Linked DNA regions of Podarcis muralis: region 2 is linked to region 1. The links are chromatin contacts, called in public Hi-C maps. All regions are on one chromosome and are shown on one strand. The core of a region is the stretch at or near the end of the contact, and the rest is flanking DNA. Distances in the headings are between cores, read along the strand shown.

What was found. Hi-C and Micro-C count contacts between places; a contact is called where the count stands out from the background.
Region 2: a contact with region 1 is called in a Hi-C map of tail, with 2.2 times the contacts expected there. The contact joins the promoter of TSPAN2 here to the promoter of SIKE1 in region 1. A contact is called at or near these places in 2 of 3 Hi-C or Micro-C datasets (blood and tail).

The regions. Positions count from the first base shown.
Region 1 is chr5:67,960,092-67,963,085 of rPodMur119.hap1.1, forward strand. It overlaps SIKE1 (suppressor of IKBKE 1), which reads right to left and starts at 1,429. Exons shown (of 6, transcript XM_028734579.2): 1 at 1,243-1,429; 2 at 502-670; 3 at 283-388. The coding sequence starts at 660.
Region 2 is chr5:68,159,196-68,162,189 of rPodMur119.hap1.1, forward strand. It overlaps TSPAN2 (tetraspanin 2), which reads right to left and starts at 1,507. Exons shown (of 8, transcript XM_028734610.2): 1 at 1,163-1,507. The coding sequence starts at 1,231.

The sequences.
Region 1 (2,994 bases), core at 179-2,678:
TTACGGTAGATCAGTAGTCACACTTAAGACATTAGTCCCACAGAAATCAATAGAACTTAAAGTATGTATGTTTAGGATTAGGGTGCTTGTGAAATGAGCAACCATATCCAAGGACTAATCCTGTTTAGAGCTGTGACTAGACCACACAGGCATGGATGCTCTTTACATCCTTCAGTTCAAGACAACCATCAGTGGTGCAGGCTTGCATTATGTTCTGGTTAACCCTTGCAGCCAAACAAGTCACTTGAGGGCTCATAGTTACCTCGCTAACACAATGCTCACCTCTGTTTTCCTGCTGCAAGTCTCTGATCTGAGTGTTCTCCTGAGATAGCAGAATATGAGGTTTGTATTTAGACATGTCCTTCAGCTCAGCTCCGTCCTCTTGATACTTGTAAAGGAAAGATGGTCCATGTGAACCCAGAGCAGTCTAATAATATCCATACAACATTCCACTCACCCCGACCCACGTTTTCACGCTGACACTGCTGGGTCCGTACTCACCTTGTGCGAAAGAGGCGTGCCGGCCTCCTTCATGGACACAACCCGCTTGTGCAACATGGTAGACTGGTCAATGAGAGACTCAGCTGCGTTGTCGTGGTCTTTCAGCCTTTCCAGCAGGGTCCTTGCATCGGTCAGGATCTTCTCTATAGTACAGGCCATTGTCAGGGAACTGAAAGGAGAACGGATCGGGTTAAGATTCAAGAGCTATCAAAGCCAGGCTCAGAGTATGTGAGGCTTTGAAATATGTGGTGTAACGGTTAAGAGTGTTGGACCAGGACCTGGGAGATCAGGGTTCGAATCCCCCCTCAGCCATGAAGCTCACTGGATGGCCTTGGGCCACTCCCCATCGTTTAGCCTAACCTACCTCACAGGGTTGTGGAGAGGATGAAGCAGAGAAGAGGAGAACCAGGTACACCACATAAATGTAATAAATAAATATTACGGTGGGGTGTTTTTTGGGAGGGCGGAGGTACGAAAGCACTAGAGGAGGCTGGGACACAGAACTGGCCACACGACATGGGTGCCCCAAGCTCCACTCTGTGTGCTCTAGGGAGGTCTGTGCCCTAGGAAGGGCAGACAAGCAGGGTCCGGTTTTAGTGGCAGCACCTTCCGCGTCCAACATGGAGTGAATGGGAGAAAGGAGGCAACATAGCATTGCGGCCGTTCCCAGTCCCGGGAGACCCCGAGGCAGCCCCTCGCCCTTCCCAGGAGGCGACCCCCGGTCCGCGCCCTCCTACTTACCCCCTCCGGCCGCGCCTCCCGCTCCGGCTTCCCTCCCTCCGGACGTCAGCGAAGAGGGTCCCGGCTCCGAGGCACACTAGGGGGCGCAGAGGTCACAGGCTCCGCGCTCCGGCCGCCGCCGCTTCCGGTATGAAGTTTCCTTCCTCTCCGAGTCAAGGGAAATTCATAGCTCTCCGGAGAAACTTCCGGTTTCCGGTTGTAGGCGGCGGGCGCTTCGCCGAGGCTCCCCTTTGGGTTGCGGAAATCCAACAGGTGGAGCCGTCCTGTTCCTTTGGCGGAGCAGCGACCGGGGAAGGCTGCGCCTGCAGCATCTCTCCGGCCTGCAGCCTCGTAAGGGGCCCGGCGGTTCCGCTAGCAGGAGCTAAACGCTCAAGATCAGTTGTCAGGCGCAGCCTCGTAGCTTGAAAGCTCCGTGTCAAGTTCTGGTTCAGGCATCGGTTGCGCGCGACCACGTCCGTGGGTTTGATTTCGTTATTCACAGCCGCAGTCCTGTACCTACTTGCCATGTAGGGCTTGCTTCTGAGTAGACATGTATAAGGATTGCGCTGTAAGCGAGAATCCTCTGCTCATCGAGGGGGGTAGGGGAGACCGCATTGGAGGCAATGGATTTACTTTTGAGTAGGCACGTGTAGGCTTGTGCTGCTCTTTAAAATCAGTTCAAATGCAGCGCTTTCCAATTCCATTTGTTTTAGCAAGCCATTACCCAGCCATGTGCGCACCTATCCCATCTGCCTGCCTTCCTTCTAGCTGTCCGTTTACAATCCCTTTTCTGCCTGTCAAATCTGCAGCATGAAATGTTGCTTTAAATTCTGCCGGCTGGAGTCATTCAAACTGCGGAACAGAAGTAGAGAAAAGAAGCAGGACTATTCCCATCAACTCTGCTGAGAGGCTAGCTTTTTTTTTGGCCCTCCCTTTAACTGCCATCTAGTAACAGTCATTGCATTGACTGCCCTGTTTTCATTCCAGCAAGTCCTTATAAGAATTGTAGCTAGTGCACAAGCTTTCTGTTTTCCTCCACCCTCCTCATTTCCCTATCCTTGCGTGCCCCAATGCTGATTCAGTGGTGTCCGTGTCACCCAACTCCCTCCCCCATTACTCTCTTTACCATCCAGGTCCTGCTTCAAACTCCCAAGTATTTTTTTGCTTGATTGGAACTTCTCTTGCTTGTCTGGATGGACAAGAGGGAGGGTGTGTAGAAACCAGCCTATGGTACAATGGCAAAATTTACATTTGATGTTCTGCCGACTTCTGCTGCTTACCACTGGTGCATGGCTCTCTGGAGAATGTCCAGGAGACTACAACTGTCTGGCTGAAAAGATTCCCCACCCTAACCTAGCCTGATAAAAGAACTTGAAAGTTTGCACATTATTTTGGTTGCCTGAAGGTGTTACCCTAATATGTCTTTTTTTGCATTTTGATCTTGTCTTTTAACTTGGCAAACCTGAGAGCAGTGACTATATTACTTATTATCTGTAAGTTGTTCCAAGATCCTTTTTTAAAGTCCATTGTAAAAAACAATTTAAATAATTATTATTTGATTTGAGGAGACAGTAGTACCGAATTTCCCAAAGTCTGATTCTAGCAAACCTGTATTTACAAAAAAATAAAAATAAAAAATCAATTGGATTGACACATGGAATCCTTGCTTTTAACTTCTCCTGTTGGTTCTATCTTCCTAGCCCTAATGTTTTCTTTAAAACAACCCAGATTTCAGTCCCAAAAAACAAGGACAGAGCAAATTAGCTTCTTTAG
Region 2 (2,994 bases), core at 257-2,756, 200 kb after region 1:
CACATGCTTATTGGGGCAAAAAGCATTTGTGCTTTTGTAGATTCCAGCCTTTTTGACTTGCTTTTAATGTGGCACTAGGCTTCATGAACCTGTGACCATATGGCCAGCCCGTAGGTGCAGACAATTTGCAAGTTATAGGCATTTTCCCACAAGAGGGTTGCAGAGACAGACACTTCTGGCCTGATGATCTCATCTGCCCCAAAGACAAAAGATGATCGTATGCAGAAAAGACACTCTAACAAAGGTAACTCATTCACTCAATATGTTTTTTTACTGTAACTGAGATATCATGGGTTAGATGAGGATGACAGATGATCCGTAACACACTGCTTCCTTCAAAACACACTTAACTTCACACAGCACTTTGCACTAGAAAACCTCAGCTTCATTTCCTTTGGATCAGTTTGTACCTGCCTGCTCCCCACTTTGAGAGCTGCACAAATTGATTGCACAAAACAGCCATTGCAGAAAGAGAGTATCTACAAAAGAGAGGATCCGACGGAAAAAGGAAGCCTGTCCTTCCCCACTGAAGTATCCCACATATCTAGCAGCTGTTAGGTTAGCCTCCCCGTGATCAGAAGCAGAGGGATGCGCAGGGCAGAGCGGTTGCACACCAGCCCATGTTATTGCAATTTCGCTCTAGCAGGCTCAAGAGATCATGAAGGGTGGCATGTAGTAGGGGGTTGTGCAACGAAGGATGGTCAAGGGGGGAGAGAGAAACCGACTGGCTGGGATTGTGCTACAGTTTATCAGCACGTACGTAAGCGTGTCGGTTTGCAGCCTGAAGGAGCAAGATTCTTAGCTGACAGCAAAAGGCTTACTCGGTTTGCTCTTCCCGATGAAGTGGAGGCGCGGGAAAGCTCAGTTAGCAGGGAATGAGACTCTTCATCTCAGGGTCGTGAGTTCGAGCCCCGCACTGGGCAAAAGAGCCCTGCATCGCAGGGGGTTGGACTAGATGACCCCCGTGGTCCCAGCTCCACGATCTATGAAACAGCCTCTCTCTGCCCCATCACCAGACTTTACTGCTCGCCTTTCGCGGGCATTCTGAATCCCATTCAATCTCTCCCCGCTTCTTTGACCACTGCTTCCCACAGCCCCGTAGTCCCCGATCGCCTTTTGCTCCCCGGCTCGTTCTCCCCGGCCGCGATCGCCCCGCACTGACCCAGAAGATGAAGTTGAAGATGAAGAGCAGGAACTTGACGCAGCGCATCCCTCCTTGCACTCTCCCCATGGCCGGCGTCTCTCTCGCAGCTGCAGCAGCGGCACCACACGCTCCTTCGCCAACAGCTCGCCGCTGCTAACAGACGCCTTCGCCCGCGGTGGCTGCCCGGCTGCGAGGGCGGGGCCTGCGAGGAGGAGGCAGGTGCCGGGCGGGGCAGAGGGAGCGCGCGCAGGGCGGGCAGCGCGGAGCGGAGCCGGAGACGCCTCGGGGGTCCCTCGCCCGGGCTCAGCGGACAGGAAAAGAGGCGCCCTGAACTTCAGCTGCCCGGAGAAGAAGACCAGCCCCAGGCCCCCTGTCCCGGAAGAAGCCTCGCACTCTTGTCCAAAATGAGCACAGGATTCGCGACAGTTTCCTGTCCTCGTCGCTCAGCCCCGCTCGTGGAAACAGATCCCCAGAGTAAGTTTGGGCACCAATCCAGGCTTTCACGCCACGCATCCCAACAGCGGCCAGATCTACAGGTGCAAGAGAGCGAGGTGGCAGAACGGCCTCCCCTCCCCTTTAAAAGCACCACCACATTTCAACCACGTGGAAACCCACAAACGCACAACTCCCTGCAAATAGAAAACTTGCACGCTGGGCTGAAAACGAGCCCAGCTCTTCTTCCGCATTGCTTCCTTGTCAGAATATGTGCCTTGGAAAAGGCAATCTGCCGTCGGAAGCGGTGCAGTCCCTGCCACCTCTTCCGACTGTTTCATTCTGCTGCTTGTGTGCAGAATGACCCCGGTAGCTGTCCATGTTGACTATGTTGAAAAAAGGTGTTTAAATCACCTTTGACCTTCCAGCTGTTGTTGGACTCCAACTCCCGTGGGCTGCAGCCAGTACACCATTGGAGAGGAATGATGGGAGCTATAGTTCAGCACCATGGGCGCAACATGGGGAGGCCTGGACTGCAAATCCCACCACCACTGATCACTGGTCATGCTGGCTGGGGTTGGTAGGAGTTGGAGTCCAGTGACATTTGTAGGGCCGCAGGGTAGCCACAGATGCTCTATGCTGCCTGGCAGACACTCTCCAGAATTCTGAATTGCAGACTTTCCTAGCTCTTCCCTTTCCAGGTGAGCCTAAAATACCTTCTACATGCCAAGTATGTTGTCAACCAGACAACCACTGAACTGTGCTCCTTATCATGGAGTATTTGGGAGTCAGGCGAGATGTAATGATTCGGAGGCCATTAGTCTAAATCATTAGTCTAAATCTAAATCAGAATGAGGCCTGGCACGAAACACGTTGTGTAATCTGCACTCAGCCAACAATTTATACAACAGGCATTCCTCTGCTCCAGCAGTCCTGTGTGACTTGAGGGCATGTCCACAAATCCCCAATTTCTGAGGAAGGGTTGACTGGTTTCCCAGATTAGAGAATGTCTCAAAATTATAAACTATCACTCAGTTCAGCCCCAGACTCTGTTTGAACTGCCCAGATGCTTCTCTTACTGCCAATAAAGTGCCCCGTGCCCTAAGCCACACCTCCTGGGAAAGCCCAGGGCATCCTCAATGACTGCTTGTGTTGTGGGTAGGGAACCTCCTGGTTGTCAGTCTGACTTGTCAGCACCCGTGAAGGCGAGATGGTTGCCGTTGGCTGTGTTAACTCTGTTGCAATTTGTTTTTCCAGTCGTCAGGGGAGCTAAGAATCTGGGACGGAAGCCCTCTTGGAAAGCTACTTTTTAGGCTCCCTGGCAGGAAAGTTAAAAGATGCAGGCAGTTTGTAGGGCACTCAGTGGACTACAGAATCCGGCTCACACAGCAATATAACTCTGTTGCAATTCTCCTTAG